2 separate regions of the Arabidopsis thaliana genome follow, and region 1 is linked to region 2. Evidence: chromatin contacts called from public targeted proximity ligation data. All regions are on one chromosome and are shown on one strand. The core of a region is the stretch at or near the end of the contact, and the rest is flanking DNA. Distances in the headings are between cores, read along the strand shown. Region 1 holds the start of GSR2. Region 2 holds the start of AT1G66130 (NAD(P)-binding Rossmann-fold superfamily protein).

Region 1 (3,630 bases), core at 857-3,356, 43 kb after region 2:
TATCCTCAAAGTATCCCTTCCCTTCTTTCTCGGTGTCACGTCCTACTCGGATCGATGCACCACGGTTCGCAACACCCTTTTTAAAGAAGATTCAAACACAAAGATCAGAAAATGTTATCAAACATTTTACAAATAAAACAATGTTCTAAAATCTTTACCCAAAGGAAAGTGTTGATGTCAGCAGTTTCATGGTGTCCCGTGAGACGACGCTCGTTTCCTTCACCGTAAGCGGAAATGTGTTCCTTGTGTCTCAAGCCAAGCTTCTCGATCGCCTTCTTGATTATCTCGTATCCTCCTTCTTCCCTCATTGATTTAGTACTGAAATAAAAACGTTCACCATTTTCTTGAATGTTCTCACAAACATTGTAATGATCTAACAAGAGAAAAGATTCATGATTCTTTTTACCTGTAATTGGTGTGAGCACCAGCTCCATTCCAGTCACCAGGAATAGGTTTTGGGTCAAAAGATACAACCACACCAGCAATCTCTGTGATCCTCTGTTTTTAAAACCACCAAAACTTGTGTTATAAGTTTATATTTCCTTAAAGAGATCAACAAGAATCGAAAAGTGAATGGTTTTAAATTATACCTCCAAAATGTAACGAGCGATCCATATTTCATCAGCAGCTGAGATACCGACCGATGGGCCGACTTGGAACTCCCATTGTCCCGGCATGACTTCTCCATTGATCCCACTGATGTTGATTCCAGCATACAAAGAGGCTTTGTAGTGAGCATCAACAATGTCTCTTCCAAAAGATTTGTCAGCTCCAATACTGCAGTAGTATGGTCCCTGCAAGAGTGCAAGAGATAATTCAGAAGCCAAGAACGGAGAATCGAAAAAGAGCAGTAAACAAACGAAAAAACTCCGCAAAAACGGAATGTACCTGAGGGCCAGGGAAGCCACCAATGGGCCATCCAAGAGGCCAGTTCACATCCTTCTGCAACAAAGTGTATTCTTGTTCGATTCCATACCTAATTAACCGGAAAAAAAATCAGCGATCTACGACCACCGCAAGAAAGCGAAAAAGCTATATAAAAAGAACAGGGGAATTTGGATTAACCATGGCACTTCAGCAATAACATCAGGGTTAGCAAAGATCTCAGCCGCAGCATGTCGCTTGTTAGTAGGGATTGGCTCTCCCGCTGGAGTGTAAGCATCACACATAACCTGATCAAACCGATAAAAAACGTTAATCTTTAACCGCTAAAAACAGAACATATAGCAAGAAAAAAAAAAAAAAAGTTTAAACTCACAAGGATGTTGTTGCCTCTACGGAATGGATCTTTGAAAATTGCTTGAGGGCTAAGAAACACAAATACAACAAATATTATTAAGAAAGTAAACAAAAAACAAAAGAGATGGATCTTTAGAGAAAATCTTGAAGAGACTTTTTTTTTTGGTTTTAATCTTGAAGAGACTTACTATAAGATCACTTCACTGTCTTGACCAGGAGCTTGACCAGTGCTTGAACCATCATAGTTCCACTTTGGAAGTTTTGATGGATCGGTCACAGGTCCAGGGAGAGTCTGCAGGCAACAAACCAGAGTCTTAGTAATTCAATCGAATCAAATCTCTCCGAGAAAAGTTACAATTTGTCAAAGAAATTATAGTTAAAGAAAGATTAAATTACCCTGGCTTTGCTTCTCATGTCCATACCAGAACCACCAACCCTATTTGAATTAAAACCAAATTAGAGATGTAATACAAAATGGTAAATGACAAAGATTGACTTTAAGATAAGATTGACTTTAAGATTCAAATCTTTAACTCAAGCTCTTGTTTTCCGATAAGAACAGAAAAAACCAGAGAAACTCAAATGGTCAAAAGCAGAGGAAGAAGACGAACCATATGTATTCAGCGATGATCTTTTCACTGTTGTCTGAGATGTCAAGGTTAACAAGATCTGCAAGAAGACTCATGGTTGCAAGAAGAAACAAGAAGATTGAATCTTTGTAATAAGAAGTAGAAAATCTTGAGATTGTGTGTTTTATTTTTGTTAATGAGATGATGCTTTAGAGTTCGTGGTTGTGGTAGTACTTATAGTGCAATGAGAGGATACAGAGATAGAGAGAGAGAGAAGGTGACGTGATACTCTGTTTTTGCAAACATTATAATATTATATAAAATATAATAAATTGTTTTTTTTTTAAACTAATGAAATAATTTAGTTTTGGTAATTTTTAGTCATTAATATGATTGTTGACTTATTCTAGGATTTTATATATTTAAATTCTAGTAGGTAGATAATTTATGTAGGCGTTGAATTTTTAATTTGTAAGGGTAGGTATTTAGAGTTATTGTTACTTACCATTTACTACTTTACAAAGTTAACATTGGAACGGAATGTTTGAACTTTGAATAATAACAAGAGAATTGGATGGTAATAAATTGATCCAACAAACTGATAGGTAAAGTTGAAATTTGTTGATAACAAGTGTGAGGCAGAAATTAAACACTGATTAACTTATTTTTATATTTCAGGTGGTGAATTTTTTTTTATTTTTATGGTCGATAGAATTAATTGATTTTTAAAAAAAAAATTTATAATTATTTTGACCAAATTTATTTTTTCATCATCTATTACATTATTTTAAAATTTTATTGACAAAATAGACCTTCAACCCATAATTTTGTTTAGCACAAGACCATTTTTCAAAATAGACCTTCAATTTTTCAAAAAGGATAAAAAGAGGCATTTTTCTCCATTGCTATTAGGTCCAATTATTCAAAAAAGAAATGGATAGACCATATAAAAGGATATTGTTTTAATGTTTCAATTAAAACAAAAACACGAATTTTTATTTATCTATTAGTGATAACGAAAGAACATGTGCATAGGTTGTTGTCGCAATCGAACCGGCTTAACCGGTTAAAAGATAAGTGGTAGACGATTGTACGGCTTGGGAACGCGTCGGACCTACTCTTCTCAAAGTTGTTGCTAACGCAAGTCTTAAGCTGCGAGCCTTACCCAACCATGAATCATCTACACACTTTTTTGTCGAATCTACACACATATTATAAAAATAAACAATACAAAATTCAAAGAGGGACAAAAGAGATTCGATTCTTTTGGGCAGAGCCCGTTGTTGTTTGTTGAAGATATATACTTTAATATTTGTTATTTTACATGATGAATATGTGAACATTCTAAGAATTTATGAACAAATGTAGCTCATCTACACCCATACCTTCTAAAAATTTGGGTAGAGCTGTGCAAATTTCTTGAATTTTGGGATTTCCCAATTTGATGGGCAATATATCGATTTTTTAGTATTCATAAGACTTAGAAAAATTTGGATAAATATGCAAATTTCAGAAAAACGGTAAGTATGAGTTATATTTGGACTAGATTTGGTACCGGAATTTAAAATTCAAATAGTTATATTTAGGTCAATATTTAAACATTTAAAACAGGTAAATACTTACATAATAATTTCAAAAATATTTTAACCAAAAAATTAGATATTCAGTGCTTAACTCATATTTTTGAAAATAATTTATGTTGATTTTCAAACTTCCAAAATGTTATATTATATGTAAATTTTCTCTAAGGTGAGATTTATGTAGGATTTGAAGTAATTATGTAAATGCAAATATTATACTATAGATCAATTTTTAAATAACA
Region 2 (3,475 bases), core at 151-2,650:
CCACAACGAGCATGACCCTATCTCCTTGAACTACACGTCAGGTACCACGGCAGACCCAAAAGGTGTGGTGATTAGCCACCAAGGAGCCTACTTGAGCGCTTTGAGCTCCATTATTGGCTGGGAAATGGGGATTTTCCCTGTCTACCTCTGGACACTACCTATGTTTCATTGCAATGGATGGACGCACACGTGGTCCGTCGCTGCTCGTGGTGGTACTAATGTATGCATCAGACATGTCACTGCTCCAGAGATCTATAAGAACATAGAATTGCATGGCGTGACTCACATGTCATGTGTTCCTACGGTCTTTAGGTTTCTCCTTGAAGGAAGTCGAACCGACCAGTCACCCAAGTCCTCGCCGGTTCAGGTGTTGACTGGAGGTTCTTCTCCTCCGGCTGTCCTTATAAAGAAAGTTGAGCAGCTGGGGTTTCACGTGATGCATGGCTATGGGCTTACAGAGGCCACCGGCCCGGTTCTCTTTTGTGAATGGCAAGACGAGTGGAACAAGTAATATATATAACCATTCTGATTTTACATAATATACTACAATCTTTTATATATAATCATATTGAAGATAACAATTTTTTATTATAAAAATCCAAAATAGACTACCAGAGCATCAACAGATAGAGCTACAACAAAGGCAAGGTGTAAGGAACCTAACCCTAGCCGACGTTGACGTGAAGAACACGAAAACTCTAGAGAGTGTCCCACGCGACGGGAAGACAATGGGAGAAATTGTTATTAAAGGAAGCAGCCTAATGAAAGGGTATCTAAAGAATCCTAAAGCAACATCTGAAGCATTTAAACACGGATGGCTTAACACGGGAGACATAGGTGTGATTCATCCTGATGGATATGTAGAGATCAAAGATCGATCCAAAGACATCATAATCTCGGGAGGTGAGAACATAAGTAGTATTGAGGTCGAGAAAGTTCTTTACATGTATCAGGAAGTGCTCGAGGCTGCGGTTGTAGCCATGCCTCATCCTCTATGGGGTGAAACCCCGTGTGCGTTTGTTGTTCTAAAGAAGGGTGAAGAGGGATTGGTGACTAGTGAAGGAGATCTCATTAAATATTGCCGTGAGAATATGCCGCATTTTATGTGTCCGAAAAAGGTGGTGTTCTTTCAAGAGCTTCCAAAGAATAGTAACGGAAAGATCCTAAAGTCTAAGTTGAGAGACATCGCTAAGGCATTGGTGGTCAGGGAGGACGATGCCGGCTCCAAGAAAGTTCATCAACGCAGTATCGAACACGTTAGTTCGAGGCTTTAGCGTTACTATTCATCGATGTGTTTATGTATATGCGTATGTTTGGATTGATATGTTTCTTAGTTTACATGTATGGATTGTTAAATTTACGCTAATAATTAAAATGAAGTTATTCAACAAATATTGCATCTTTTATTTGTCTAAAAAAATGGTAAGACAAAAAGAGGAAAAAATTCCACGTGGATTCAACAAAATAAAATTGAAGAAGATAATCTCAAAATTCTTAAGGCTCAGGATTCGCCACTTGGAAAACATTCATATCTCTTCACTTTCACTAGAACACAGCTCCTGAAGCTGAAGAAGTAGAAAAAAAAAACATTGCGACAACATAACAAAAACAAAAGAACACAACATGAGTGACACTAAAACGGTGCGTTTTGGTCTTCTTGGATGTATCAGATTCGCATCAAAGTTCGTCAGAACAGTAACAGAATCCTCAAACGCCGTCATTATCGCCATCAGCGATCCATCACTCGAAACCGCAAAAACCTTCGCCACCGGGAACAATTTATCGCCGGAGACCGTCACGATATACGGAAGCTACGAGGAGCTTTTAAACGATGCAAACGTCGACGCCGTTTACTTGACGATGCCGGTGACGCAACGAGCGAGATGGGCTGTGACGGCGGCAGAGAAGAAGAAGCATGTTCTTGTTGAGAAACCACCAGCTCAAGACGCGACGGAGCTGGAGAAGATTGTGGAGGCGTGTGAATATAACGGTGTTCAGTTTATGGACGGTACGATTTGGTTGCATCATCAACGGACGGTTAAGATTAGAGATACGATGTTTGATTCTGGATTGCTTGGAGATGTTCGCCACGTAAGCGCTCTGCCTTTTTATTCAAATTGCAAAATTGGTCCATAGAATCTTTGACTTTATTTATTGCCCCACATATAAGTTAGAATAACACATAAAACCTTTCAATTGTACTAGAACTAGAGTAGAGTTTTTAAGGTGTTCAACGTGTAAGATGTTGTTTCGAATGATAACGAACGATAGGTTTCGTCACTTAGTTTAAGTTATATTAAACTATTCATGAGCATACGTTGAAGGATTGAATCTAATCTATAATGTTTCACTTATCATTACGCCTAAAGTATATATGAAACATTCTCTGACACATGTTGCAGATGTATAGCACGATGACCACTCCGGTACCGGAGCAAGTATTGGAAAGACTGACTAAAGAAGCTATGGGTTTAGCCGGAGCTATCGGAGAGCTTGGATGGTATCCTATAGGCGCAGCTTTGTGGGCTATGTCTTACCAAATGCCGATATCGGTCAGGGCTCTTCCCTCCTCTGTCTCCACAAACTCGGTTGGCACTATCTTGTCCTGCACTGCCTCTCTTCAGTTCGGTTCAACTGCAACCACAACCGCAATCGTTCATTGCTCTTTCCTCTCTCAACTTTCAACGGACTTAGCTATCTCAGGTTCTTACCATTGTCTTTATTATACCATAAGTTGAAATAGAAATAGTAATAGTCTAGGGGACTATAATCAAACTGACCCGAATCGAACCGAATTTTAAAAACTAATTCAAAAACCAAATAAGTAGTATAGTTTGGTTAAAATGGTCATATTCAATGTAAAACCGTATAAAACAATCTATAGTAGATTTAGTTCTACATTTTATTTAAATTTCCAAAACCCTTATTAAAGACTAATGTATATGTAAAATATAAGTGATCAGCTTTGTACTAACATCAAATGTCAAAATGAATGTTCAGGCTCAAAAGGGTCGATTCAAATGAATGACTATGTGATACCCTACAAGGAGGACAAAGCTTGGTTCGAATACACAAGTGGTGCGAAGTTTGTGGACATGCACATTGGTTGGAATGTGACGCCAGAGAGAGTTACAGTGGACTGTAGCGGAACTCCGGAGACGCAAGAGGCAATGATGCTGAGAGAGTTCACGCGGCTTGTGGAAGGAATCAAGCGTGGCGACTTAGAGGCTGATCGTAGGTGGCCGGATATAAGTAAGAAGACGCAGTTGATCGTTGATGCTGTAAAGAAATCTGTTGATATTGGTTGTGAAGTGGTTCATCTGTGAAACTTGTTGAAATCTTCTGCTAATTAGATTATGATATTTATGTTAGTGTCATTGATACATGCTTTATGGTAACTAACTTTTATAAGTCGAAGATGATATGTACTTCATATTTTTATTTGGCACTCCATATGTACTCAAAACTGAGATAT

What was found.
Region 1: a contact with region 2 is called in a targeted proximity ligation map of shoot, with 10 read pairs. A contact is called at or near these places in 8 of 26 Hi-C or Micro-C datasets (callus, cotyledon, root and 4 more), 1 of 2 datasets of targeted methods (shoot) and 2 of 3 other capture datasets (root and shoot).

Annotation. Positions count from the first base shown.
Region 1 is chr1:24,655,597-24,659,226 of TAIR10.1, forward strand. It overlaps GSR2, which reads right to left and starts at 2,107. Exons shown (of 10, transcript NM_105291.4): 1 at 1,851-2,107; 2 at 1,636-1,675; 3 at 1,428-1,531; 4 at 1,259-1,307; 5 at 1,066-1,172; 6 at 889-976; 7 at 591-794; 8 at 407-498; 9 at 159-318; 10 at 1-76. The coding sequence starts at 1,924.
Region 2 is chr1:24,613,417-24,616,891 of TAIR10.1, forward strand. AT1G66130 (NAD(P)-binding Rossmann-fold superfamily protein) reads left to right here and starts at 1,401. Exons shown (of 3, transcript NM_105284.4): 1 at 1,401-2,091; 2 at 2,403-2,703; 3 at 3,001-3,475. The coding sequence starts at 1,624. The coding sequence ends at 3,326. It overlaps AAE11 (AMP-dependent synthetase and ligase family protein), which reads left to right. Exons shown (of 3, transcript NM_105283.3): 2 at 1-507; 3 at 608-1,389. The coding sequence ends at 1,274.